Regions from separate parts of the Mus musculus genome. Here region 2 is linked to region 1. Evidence: chromatin contacts called from public Hi-C data. All regions are on one chromosome and are shown on one strand. Each heading gives the region's core, a stretch centred on a gene start, on an enhancer-like site or on the middle of the called end of the contact. The rest is flanking DNA. Distances are from core to core; before and after follow the strand shown. Region 1 overlaps Tmem156 (transmembrane protein 156). Region 2 holds the start of Klhl5 (kelch-like 5).

Region 1 (6,422 bases), core at 2,786-5,285:
CCCCACAGTTAATACTTTTTGCTAAGCACTGTGCCCCACCTCACCATAAAGTCTATTATTAGAAAGCACCTTATGGTACATCCCTTCAGCGAGCGCCCTCTGGATGTCAAGCCCTGTGCTGGGACGGGAGCCCAGAGACAGAGGACCAGAAAACTAGAGAATGCAATCACCTGTAAACCGTGCCTCCTGGAGCTGCTAGTGCCATGGGGGACTCTTCCCTAGACATTTTGGTGCTCCAAGAATATGGGCGTTTTCCCATTACTTTAGAATGCTTTTCTAAAGCTTAGCCATATTAAAGGTAATTATTTTTTAAAATTATGTTTTCAGCAAACATAGATATAGAAGGTGCAGCCTCCCCAAATGTTCCTTCACACGAGTCTCTGGGGATATTTTCTATCCAAACTGCATGTACCAGCCTTTACCTGGCAGATCAGGATTTGATCCTTCATCTCTCTGGCCACCCATCCAGGTCAGCGGGGTCCTCTGTCTGCACCAGCGTTCACACTGTTGCCCCACCTCCAGGGCGCCGGCTGGGCCTTTGTTAATTTGAGGGCATATTTGGGGGGGCTACGACCAAGATGATTAATGGCACACAGCTCTGACTCTAGTGCCACTGCCCTGTGGCACTCTTGATGTACAATAAGAACATTGGTATTGGCATCACCTGGAAGTGAAATTAAATGCTAGGGGTTTGAATTGAATGGATCCCTGGGAGCCACTTGGCCAATTTCCTCATTTAGTAGCTTTATTTCATATAGTGGAAAGACATTCAGGGGAGCAAGGGACCCTGTTCCAGTTAAGGCTGCAAACGCCTTCACCATTAAAGGCATGTGCCACAATATTGCCTCTTATCTGAGGTACTATCTCATTGTGTAGAGTGTGTGTGTGTGTGCATGCGCACACACATGTCTGCCATAGCACACGAGTAGAGGTCAAAAGACAGAAACCAGTGGTTGGTTCTGTCCGTGCTTCCTGTAAGCTATAGGGATGATAGAACTGTGTGTTGTTGAGTACTTAAGCCTGCTAACTAGCTAACTAGTCCTTTATTGGTTTATAGTGTTTAATATATATATATTTTTAATTTTTATAGCTGTCACTTGTTCCATGAAGATCACTTGGTACATTTTAGTGCTATTAGTTTTTATGCTAAGCATCATCTTTATTATCCACAAAATACTTGAAGACCACAGGAAAGTGCGGAGATGGCAGAGTAAGTACTAAGAAATAAACGCGTTGCAAGGACTGTCTCTGTGAGGGCATTCCTTTGCCCAGGAAAACACATACAAATACCTGTTTGCCCCCTGATTTTCTTTTTAGTTCAGATGGCCACTTATTGTGTACCTACTATGTGTAAATGCTGGTTCTAGACACTCTAAGAAAGTATCAGTCTTCGAGTCAGCTAGCAAGCAGCAGCCTGCTGTGCTTCCTGGCTGTGAAGGGAGTTCCCAGGTGGAGGGAGCAGCATGCAGAATAAGAGTGATCAGGACTGCCCTGACTTCCCTCAGTGCTAGACTGTTACCAGGAAGTGTAAGACAAATAAGTCCCTACCCCAAGTTGCCTCCGGTTTTGGTATTTGTCATAGCCCCAGAATGAAACCAGAACAATATGTAAACAGTACTATGATTTTCGTTTTGTGCATGAAAAGGGGAAAAAAATGACCAAACTCAGAAAAGTTCATGGTTTCGTCCAAAGCTGCACAATTAACAAAATTACAGTATAAAGACTTGGTATTTTATAGGCATTGAAATCTTTATTTTAAATAAGTGTATGTTATTTGAAAATAATTTTCATAGTTCTATGTTTCTTGAACTCTTTTTCTATGTGAATACAATTAAGAAAGAAAGATACAAGGTAGAAAAATGCCTAGAAAGACATGGGTAGTGGGACATTACCCATTACGGTACCCATTACATTACCCAGTACATTAAATTCTTTCAAATACCTATCCAGATGACAAATTTGATGGCTTTCAAAGGTTTTTCTTACAAGTCTAAGCATATAAAGTCATGGAAAAAAAATCACAATACTCATGCCATTACACATTAATCTGAAATGTTTCCTAGATACTCTACATATCATATCAACGTAGATAAAAGTAGTATTTTATAAATAAGGGTTGATACTTTTCATGAGCAGACGGGCCATAATGATATTTATGGTAGTGGAGAAACCATCACTTTAGAAAGAGTCTGTGGGTTTTTGTTGTCGTTATTGTTTTGTGGTTTGTTTGTTTGTTTGTTTGAGACAGGGACTCAGTACGTAGCTCTGGCTGGCCTGGAACTCACAGAGATATATCTGCCTCTTCCTCCCGGGGCTGTGCTAAGGTTAAAGACTTGCAACCAACAGGCCCTCGTGTTTGTTAATGAGAGAGGACTTAATGGTAAAAGTCCTTCAGTGTCTTGTTGCTCCAGACCCCTTTTGGAACTCCTTGATAACCCTTTAAACCAGAACCAAGAAGACAGCAAGAATGTGATTTTGTAAGGGAGGGGCACTGGGGTCTTACTATGTAGTCCAGGCTGACTTCAATCAGTATCCTCCTGCCTCAGCCTCCCAAGTGCTGGGATTAGAGGCATGGACCACCACAGCTAATGTGCTTGTTTGTCATCTAAATGTTTAATTTCTTTTCTTGGAACAGGTCATAAGTACAAATCTACATCTGGTCTCTTAAGAGGAGGTGGCTCTGTGAAGCTGAGCACTTTGAGCATGAGGGTTATTCCAGGTGAGTCTGCGGCAGCCTACGGCTAGGACAGGAGATTCCCAAAGCTGCTGTATCAGTTCAGAGCAAGCTCAAGATCGGAGTTCATTTTCAGTAGCCTTGGGACTGGAATAAAGGAACTGTGGGCAAATAGAATCCAGCTTAGTATTTCTCATTATCAGGGGACAGTCATGATCAAAGCCACCTCCCTAAATAATGGAAAGTTTGCCTAATTGGCAAGAAGAAACTCCTGTGAGTAGGCAGGGGAGAGAAAGCCATAGGGAACACGCCTGGGGTTTATTTTTAAATGAGACAAGATACCATTATTTCTCAGAATTGCATGAAGTAATTGTAGAGTGGGCAGAGCCTCTGCCGGAGCCTTCACTTCACGGGGTGTCTTTGTATAAAGAGAACTCCTAATAGCCTCAATTAAAAAGCCCCCTGTCCTCTCCGGAGAAACCGGGAGGGACTAAGGGGATCCTAATTAGAGCAGCTAAGAAGGCCGTGGGCACAGATGCTCTGGCTCCAGTCTCATCTCTTTCTGACTGTGTGGCCTCCTGAATTCCTGCTGTCAAGTCACATTATAAAGAGAGACTATGATATGGACAGGGGGATGTCCTTTTCCTTCACAGAAAAGAAATGATTTTTAAAAAACTGGAAATCCAATCTAGGGCCTGGAGCATATTAGGCAAGCACTCTACACAGCTGAGGCTGTGTCCATCCCCTCTTTCTAAATTTTGAGACAAGATCCCATTAAATTGCTAATTTATAGCTGAGATGGTCCTCATACCTGTGATCCTCCTGCCTCAGCCTCCTGAGTACCTGGGCTTAAAGGTTTGTTACACGGTCTGGCTTTTGTTTAGTTTCCATTTTAATCTCTTCCAGTCTCTCTTTCTCCCTCTCCCCCTCCCCCTCCTCTGTGTGTGTGTGTGTGTGTGTGTGTGTGTGTGTGTGTGTGGAGAGAGAGAGAGAGAGAGAGAGAGAGAGAGAGAGAGAGAGAGAGAGAGAAGGACTTACTACATAGCCCAGGCTGGCCCTCAAGAATTATAGTTCTCCTGCCTCAGGCCCCCGAGTAGTAGGATTATGCTTATATGCCTGTCAAGAAGGAATATTTTGAACTCTTTAAAAAGTCACAGAATTGAGTGATGTTTACTGATATTCTTTGTCTCCAGTGGGTGGACAGCTCCTTTGCACTTGTGAGAAGATACAAAAGGAGGCTTCAGGTCTGCTGTGTAAACTCTTTTTTTAAAAAAAACGACAGGAAACTGGACAACGCCCTGTCTTCTACTGCAGGGCAACAGCAGCCACCTAGAGACCCAGCCAGCCTTTCCCGGGGGGATCATGTGCCTAACGCTTTTGTTAGCTACTGAAACAAGCAGTCACCCAGACCCTTAGTCTGGGAAAAATTAGACTGTGTGCGCCTAAAGACCTAATTTTAAATAATCCAGACTTCCTAGTTGGTATTAGCAAGTTATTAAGCCATGTATGGTTACTTAGCATTAGTTAAACAATATTTAGTGTCGGCTACATATGGATCAAGTTAATAGAAATTTTGTGTGGTTCATGAAAATTTTGTTTAATTAATAACATATTTAAAAAACAACCCATAGTATGGTTTTAAGGAGAAAAACCGATTCCTAAAGGGAGGTAATGATGATTTGTCCGTCTGTCTATCTGTCGGTTCGCTTATCTAGTATACCTGCTCTACCCCAGGAATGGTTTAACCCAACTCTGCCGAGTTTTGTAGTTACCTAAGGAAGCTTGGCCATTTCTGTTTCCTGGCCATAATTTTGAGCACAGCAGTCTTGTCTGAGAACAAGTCAGTTGTTCCCTTGTCACCTCATATAATTGGAGAAGTCACAAATTTTAAGTCCCGGCTAGCCACAAGATGAGCCTCACAAGTTATATTTATGAGCCCGTGGCTTTCCTGCATCCAAAAAAGCCTGTCTCAGGTCTGCCTTCCCTCAATGGTTCTCAATAAAAGGCCCCTGGCTTTACTACCAGGCATATCGTTTTAATGTTCGGTGCAGAGCCAGGGTGATGACCTTTTAAAAAAGACCAGCAATCCTTTTAAGGCTTAACATCTTCAAAAGGAGAGAGGTGGATTCCTTTTTATTTATATTCCTTTAACCTAACCGCACCACCTCACCGCTACCACCATTCTAAGTTGCTCTTTCTGAGAGAAATGGAAAGAAAATCACGTCTCCCCTGAGCGCTGTTTTTAAGGCTGCTCTTTGTAATGATGGATTACAGGCAGCAGGGAGAGGTAAGGGAGAAAAGCCTGCCGGTCTGAATCTCTGGTAATGCGGCAGCATGAGGTAAAGAAAGGGAATGGAAAAAGCAAATGCCTGTGCGCCGCATTCAACAGTCAGGTGTGGGTGCCAGCCACGCACTCCAGAGTGACTCTGTGGCTCATGAACGACAATACTAGTATTGTCACACGGGCGCCCACTGCGTAGGGAGACTCATCCATCCTCAAAATGTCCACCCTCCAAAAAAAGAAACAAGGAGAGCTCACCGGATCCTTCCTGAGCCTGATACATGTTAGAGCCGCGTGGAGGAAGTGGGCCCTGATATTCTCCTCCATGCCCGAGAAACAGGGCGGATCATGTTGTCTTCTTGGTATTAATTTTCTTACTTTCTTATTCACTCAGTTATCATCGTCACCTGAGTGATGACTTCCTTTTACCCATCCTTGTGTTCCTCATGGTAGCATAGCTTTTGGTAGGCCAGCACAGCCCTAGGGAGAGAGAGGCATAGGAAAGCGGAGGTGAGCAAGACAGGAATCCTGCCTGGTGTAATAGCCCACACCTTTAACCTCAGCACTCGGGAGGCAGAGACGAGCTGATCGCAGTGAGTCTGAGGCCAGACTGGTCTACATAGTGAGTTCCAGGAAAGTCGGGGCTACATAGTAAGATCCAGTCTCAATAAATAAATAAATAAATAAATAAATAAATAAATAAATAAATAAAATAAAATATAAACTTTAAAATTAAAATCTTATTCTTAAGAATGGGAAAGGTGAAAACGAACATGCAGAGTAGCAAGGACTCTGAATCACTGCGCCATCTCTCCAGCCACTGCCTTCCGTGTTCTTGAGATGAACGGGAGACATCCACTTGCGTGCTGGGCAGCCTTTGTGGAATCCTGCATCAGGTCTCTGATATCAGTGTTTCCACTCGCTCCAGCTGTTGAGCGGGAGAAGGTGTCATTCCAATATCTTGCCCAATGGTGAAACCGTCCCAACCCAAAGCTCTCCGTCTTTAACTCTCTGTACTGAACACTGCAGCACTACCTGCCAAGGATCCCAGCAAACACGGGTGCCTCAGGCACGGCGCCTCCTGCACAGGGCCCCAGCAGGTACAGAGAATCTGCTCCGGGTTGTCTTAGGATAAGGGAAACCCTTGTTGAATCAAGTCCTGGTCTCTGTGCTGTTCTTTGACACACATCAACTTACTTAATTACTTTAATTTTTCTGCTAGCGAGAAAATGGAATCTAAGAGAGTTTAAGTAACTGGTTTACTGGTCAAAGCCGCTGAAGGCACACAAAGCGAAGACAATGGGATTTTGTGATACTTGGTTGAAGTTACTGATTTATAGGTAGTTTCTAGAGTCAGGGTTCATTCAATCAATTCTGCCCAAACAGTGTAGTCTGAAGACAGTTTTCAACGGGAACGAGGACCTGGGGATCAGGCTGGCTCATATCAAAACTCTTCTTGCTTTTTAC
Region 2 (6,422 bases), core at 1,595-4,094, 60 kb before region 1:
GTTTGTTTGTTTGTTTGGGGTTTTTTGTTTTTTGTTTTTTCAAGACAGGGTTTCTCTGTATAGCCCTGGCTGTCCTGGAACTCACTTTGTAGACCAGGCTGGCCTCGAACTCAGAAATCCACCTGCCTCTGCTTCTCAAGTGCTGGGATTTGACAACAGTATTAATGGGCTTCAATTTGCTTATAGTAAAAGGACACTCACTTAGGAACTTTGGCTGTTTAAAATGCTGAGGGTGACAAATTTCTCCCTGTGACAAAGGTTAAAGTGTCAGCCAGAGGATTGACAGAGGCATAAAGATTGGATACATTCAACATAGGATGACATGGAGATGTGAGGGACAAGCACACACTAAACTATAGATCTTTTTTTTTTTTGCAATAATATTGAAATGTTAAACCATCAAGAATAAGCTCTTGAATGGCCCCTCCTATCTACAAATCAGAGATTTACTTATATTATGTTTTACTGTACACATAGTTTTTTTTTTTAATTAGGTCTCTGAGGATGTGACATGTCTACTCCCATCGTTCACCATGTCCTTGATGAGCATTTTAATTTTATATTCCTATAAGTAAAAATATCAATGCAAGATTCTTGAGGACTATACAATAACTATCTCTGAGTCAGAACAAAAATATTTTCTCTCATTACTAACACCTCACCAAAATATTTCAGTGTACACGCAAAAGAGGGTTAAAATTTAATATTCATTGGTTATGTTAACTATCTATGATATAAGGAAGTATGTGTAAATTTTCTCTATATTAGACATGTGCATAAATGTTATTATCACATAATTGGGTAGTAGATAGATGTTAATAGTTTTATGACCTAAGCTGGTAAAGAAGTGAATGTTTTGTTTTTTAACACTATTTAAATATTCTTAATATATTGATTTTTCAAATGGAAAAATTTATTTTCACACAGAAATTGGTAAAAAAAAATTAAAAATTAGTTTTCTTTATGGCAAAAGTCCCAATATATAATAGGATCATGTTTGTTGAGTTAATCTCAATATTAAAATTATTCATGGCTCCTTTTCCCTTACAATAAAGGCAAGTCATGAAGTAATAACATTTTTTTTAAATTAAATATGCTATTTACCTAAGTAAAGATTCTCCCCTCTCTCAGTTATACAGGCTACAGATGACAGTCTATGTTTCTATCCTCCCACAGGTCAGAATTCCATGTTCTGAAGGTTAGAGGAAGAGAAAGGGCGAGGATTTCCAAGCATGAGACACTTGAATCTATGAGTCCATTCGACCCGAATTCTTCAGGATGCCTACCTACACTTACAATAGCCAACCTAGAGATTATAATAATCAAAACCTGCAAACTAATTTCAAAGAGCAAAAAGTAATTGAATGTCAAATGAGTAGGTGTTTGTGTCTTTAAGTATTTAGAAATATTCTACAATGAAGATGTATCAGAAAGTCGACTTTAACTTGTTACACAGCATGGAAAGCGGACCAAGAAAATCCATCCTAAAGATAAGAAGGTGCCAGGAAGGAGGAACAAAATCATCATGAAATTATCAATTCTTTGCTTTATTGCATTCCTTCCAACTCATTTTCCTTATCATCTTTTTGACTGGCTGACCACATCTAGCACTCCCGACACCATGTTCTCTTAAACTTTACTAAAAGATTATCTTTCTTTTCCTTAAACAGCGTGAATTTCAGTGGAAAGTGGGGGTAACAGGAATCGGTGGTGCTATCCTTGAGAGAGACACATACATTACTTAGTATTCTCTGTCTTAGTCTGCAGAGCTGCAACATCCACAGGACAAAGACATAACCACAGAAAAACAGTATTGACAACTAAAATGGTGTCAAAAATTGGGAACTACAGTGTATCTCTTTTTATAGAACCTTTCATTTTTATCAAATTAAAACGACTCCACAATCTATTATAACCCAAAATACCACAAGGATTTATACTGTAGAAATGTCTCATAGTTTTAGTGTAAATACAGAAGCCGGATGAATACAGCCAGGCAACACCGTATAAAACTGCTGCTACATACTATTTTCAAGGCAGTGTCAGATCTATACATGAAATGCAAGGTATTTCAAAATGAAAGCTATTTGGTGCCTTTAAATTTCACAGAATTAACGAGACATTTCCCAAATCCTAGCAAACCTACGTATCCATACCAAGATGCCATTCATGTAGGCAGTTCACGGGAAGCAGATGTACGGACAACCACAGAGATAAGCTAGTAAATAGTCAGTTATTCTCCACTAGCATAGAGCACACACCCCGCACCCCGTCTCTGACAGTAAGAGAATAATCAACCTGCTCGAGCTGGAATCAGATTCATTTTCCTCTTCACTAGTGCCATCGTCCACTTCTGGTCTCTCCAGCCAGTGTGCACCAGCACAGCCTTCTGCTGTAAACTCAAATGCAGGGACATCTGAGGTGGATGCCATTGGCCAAGAAGGTGAATTCTGGAAATCCAGTTGGCTGGACCTTCGGTAACCAATGGAAGCCAAAGGCAATTGTAGGTTACACGGATCTAAAAACTTTCTCCCACCGTTTGCTCCGGTCTGTCCTCGGTTCCAAAATTCTCCCTGCTGGCTGTCAACGGAAGAGTTAGACGATGCTTGATGGCCAAACCACCTCCACCTGATTTTCAAAATCTGTTTCACGTCAAACTCTTTGCGAGAACCAGACATCCTCAGAGAAACCGAGTGATCGTCTAGGCAACGGGCAAAAAACACGGCGCACAGATTTGTGTATCCAACCAAGACAAGAGAAGTATATTCCCTGCTGTACCCAAAAAATAGCTTTAAAAGAAAACAAATCGTTCAAATATATATCTCCATTTACTTTCATCCCAATATATCAGACTATGAAGAACAAAGGGTAATGAATAAAGATGAACGCGGTGGAACACTCCGCTCGATCGGAGCAAACTCTGATCCACCTATCCTGAAGCAGCCCCAGCACTTTCCCTGCTCCCCTTCCCATCCAGACCCTGGACTCGCACAAACACTGACAGCATTCATTAAAGTCCTTTCAAATGCAGAACACCACCCCCTTCTCTGAACCACAAATGACAGAGACTGAGAGCACTATCCCCGCTGCAGAATCAAATCGCAGCCTTTATTGCTCGGTGCATTAACTCTTTTATGGCTGAAACAAGAGCCGTTAACGCAGAGCATTTTCCTTTGTACTTAAAAACCACTTTTCCACCAGCAGTGGTTCCTGCTTTTAAACCAAGTTCTTAGGTGAGTTCTTAGTTCATATCACAGAACACATTTTCTAAAAAGCATTTTAAATGAGATTTGAGGATTCTTGAGCTGTGTTGGGTGGGGATGAGGAGGAGGGTCTAAGCTGGGGCTCTGGACTGGTGGCCACTATCCTCCTGTCTCCTCCCTCTCCTCCCAGGATGCACAGTGACATCCTTGGTTAAGAGTTCATTTGAACAAGGGATAATGAGAAAAACTAGACGAAAAAGTTTGAAAACTACAATGGACCAAAATATGTCAGTACTAACTCTTTAAAAGGGATACCCTGACACCAATATCACTCACTCTAATTCAAACAGGGCTGCTTCCTCCAGTTTGACACCTAGATTTCCTATTGGAGAGGGATGGTGGGGCTCAAGGCTTAAGATTCCTTAGCTGCAGAGAGCACTGGACTGTGGCCTCTGTGGCCAACAAGACAGAGCAGTGCTGTGGACATGCTCACTGCAAATTGATAAGGAGAAAAAAATTAAAATTTAAAATACTAAAGAGTTACTTTGAGTATTCTAGTAGGCGTGGTGGAAGACAGGAATATACACATACTGATGTCTAACCTCCAGAATGAATAAATACAGTCACTGAAGTGAATAAAAGCACTGATTAGTCAAAATATAAAATATTATAATAGTGTAATATTAAGAATTTGTGATTTTAAAGTGCAGAACAGAATTTAGATGTTCAGTACTGAACCCCCTGTCAAATAATTTCACATAAAGCTGTTTTGACATTGGCTGAAAAGTCTGTTTTGGAGACTTTTGGCACAAAAATACCATGAGGCCTGTAGCTTAACCTCATGTGGCCCCTAGAACTAAAAACTGTTCAGAAAAAACAGAATAAGAAGCATGAAAAGCCGCGCAGAGCTCTGTACTGGCACTGTGGGGGACCTCCAATCAGCTCCCTTAGCGCCTGGGTAGGAATGGAACACTGACAAGGAGGGGTTCCGTCAGCTAGCCATACCTGCTTAACTTTAAGAACAGGAGAAAGTTAGGTGAAGGAAGGAGACAAAACGTCCTGAGCACAAAGTCAAGGTGACACCAAGTAGGGTGCCTGGGAGATCGACGCTTTGGAGCTTTAGTGTGGTGGGAGCATGCAAGCGGTGAAGTGACACCCTTGGGTCTGCTCTCACCTATGTCAGACAACTATTACATCACTGAGTCCATATGATGTCATGCCCTCTTCTACAAGGCTGTTTGAGTTCCAGTCCCCCTGGCTGTCAACCCTACTCCTCTCTCAAGGTTATACTTACAAACAACTCCTCCATTTCTCTGCGCTTGTGGTTCCTGATGCGGGCAGCAAATCTCCTTCCTGACAAAAGTTTCTGCACACTGGAGATGTAGCTGTCAGCATCTGGGATGACCAGAGAGTGCTGTAAGCCTTGAGAGGACAGGTGCCAAAGATGACATCTTGGCAAAGCACAGTATACACTGCCACAGTGGGAAATGTCACAGCAGTGGTGCATACGGACTTTACCTTCAATTCATTCAAAAAGACCCTGCCAACTACTTCTACACAAAGGACGCAAAGATTCAAAAAGACCCTGCCAACTACTTCTACACAAAGGACGCAAAGGAGAGATCACGGACATCTTAGAGCTCTCAGAGATGTTTTTAAACTTATATGCTGACAAAGGAAAGGATCATGAACTGTTACAAAAAGAACAATTTGTGTGTCGTGTGTGTGTGTGTGTGTGTGTGTGTGTGTGTGTGTGTGTGTGTGTGTGTGTGGTGCACATGTGCAGGCCAGAGCTAAACAGCAGGTGTCTCTCTCTGCCATGCTCCATTACTGATTAAGACAGGGTCTCTCACTGACCCAGCTAGCTGGCTGGCCAGGGAGCTCTTGGGAATCTGTGCCCGTCCTCCTGCCCAGTGCCACTGTTCCAGGTATGACGCCTACAGTCATGCTCAGCGTTTTACATGGCTGCTGGGGATCCCAACGAAGTCCCTGTGCTTACCAAGCAAGCATTCTTACCAGTGAGCCATCTCTCCACAAAATAAATTTTAATAAATATGAATTTATATATGTGAAATTTTAAATTGAATTGAATCAATGTGAGAACACTCGCCAGTGCTTCGAATTCCAGGAAATACTGTTTTTTATAGCTAGAAGTGGTTTGATTGTTATCTTGTCTGGTGAGTCATTGAAACCTGAACTCAACAGTGGCTTTCATTAAGGACCTCTGAGACATGAGCCATTCATTTCTCAAAAGTAATTCTCCATCAGGAGAAATTCAGACTTAAGGAGCCATGGATGTTAAACTATGAGGTCACACCCCTCCTGCTAAAAGGATTCAAAGGGCCTTTTATCAGAAAATTGGGCTATACATTGAATGTATACCTGCTTACAATAGTAGCTGTTCTGAGCAGGCTATCAGACAGGCTCCATGGTTTGAAAGGGACACCAGGATTGGGTTGCAGAAGGACAAACTGCAGCAGTTAACTGCTGCCATTGTGACCAGAACTTAATTCACCCCTCTCTCACTCATAATGCCACTTTCACACATTTATAAGAATTTTGATTGTTGCTAGAAGAAAGATCATACTATACATACAATTTGAACATTTTTCTTTTCTTTTTGAGAATATTTTGTTATGTGTATGTGTGTATGTGTGTGTGTGTGTGTGTATGTGTGTGTATGTGTGTGTGTGTATGTGTGTGTGTATGTGTGTATGTATATGTGTATGTATGTGTGTGTGTATGTGTGTATGTATGTGTGTGTATGTGTATGTGTGTGTGTGTGTGTGTGTGTGTGTATGTGTGTGTGTGTATGTGTGTGTGTATGTGTGTGTATGTGTGTGTGTATGTATGTGTATGTGTATGTGACTGGATGCACATTTGAGTGCAGGTGCCCTCAGAGGCCAAAGGTTTCAGATGTTGTGAACCACCACCCTACCTGGGTCTGGGAACTGAACTTAGTCCTCTGGAAGGGAATAACAAGTGCTCTTAACCACTCAGCCATCTCTCTAACTCTGCATGTTGCTTTGCTTATACAATTTCATACACACATGGGCACACTAACTAATAAACCTCTTAAACAGTTTCATGACATTTCATAGTTGTAAACAGTTCATTACTCTCTATGAGGTGTGCATGGTGGTTCAGACCGTACATTTCAGAACTAAGGAAGCTGAAACAGGATCACTGCCATGAGTTTGAGGCCAGTCTGGGTCACAT

The links. A called contact is a pair of places that touch in the nucleus more often than the background predicts.
Region 2: a Hi-C map of olfactory sensory neurons shows a contact between it and region 1, with 2.6 times the contacts expected there. The contact joins the promoter of Klhl5 here to the enhancer-like site in region 1. A contact is called at or near these places in 2 of 39 promoter capture datasets (the C10 cell line and macrophages), 1 of 15 datasets of contacts at CTCF or cohesin (pro-B cells), 30 of 484 Hi-C or Micro-C datasets (8-cell embryo, the Ba/F3 cell line, the C10 cell line and 23 more), 6 of 115 datasets of contacts at active chromatin or transcription factors (CD8 T cells, acute myeloid leukemia, bone marrow-derived dendritic cells and 1 more) and 3 of 9 other capture datasets (adipose tissue, liver and macrophages).

What each region holds. Positions count from the first base shown.
Region 1 is chr5:65,068,539-65,074,960 of GRCm38.p6, reverse strand. Tmem156 (transmembrane protein 156) reads left to right here. Exons shown (of 6, transcript NM_001370814.1): 4 at 1,091-1,210; 5 at 2,636-2,719. Among named protein-coding and RNA genes, the nearest start is that of Tmem156, 20 kb to the left of the region's middle. Within about 2 kb of position 4,035, at least 9 of the 459 cell types and tissues checked have an H3K27ac peak or open chromatin away from gene starts, as enhancers often do. A contact at or near this core is called in olfactory sensory neurons, where this site is marked.
Region 2 is chr5:65,127,653-65,134,074 of GRCm38.p6, reverse strand. It overlaps Klhl5 (kelch-like 5), which reads right to left and starts at 2,844. Exons shown (of 11, transcript NM_175174.4): 1 at 2,299-2,844. The coding sequence starts at 2,678. LOC115490189 (a long non-coding RNA gene) reads right to left here and starts at 2,292. Exons shown (of 2, transcript XR_003955931.1): 1 at 1,105-2,292.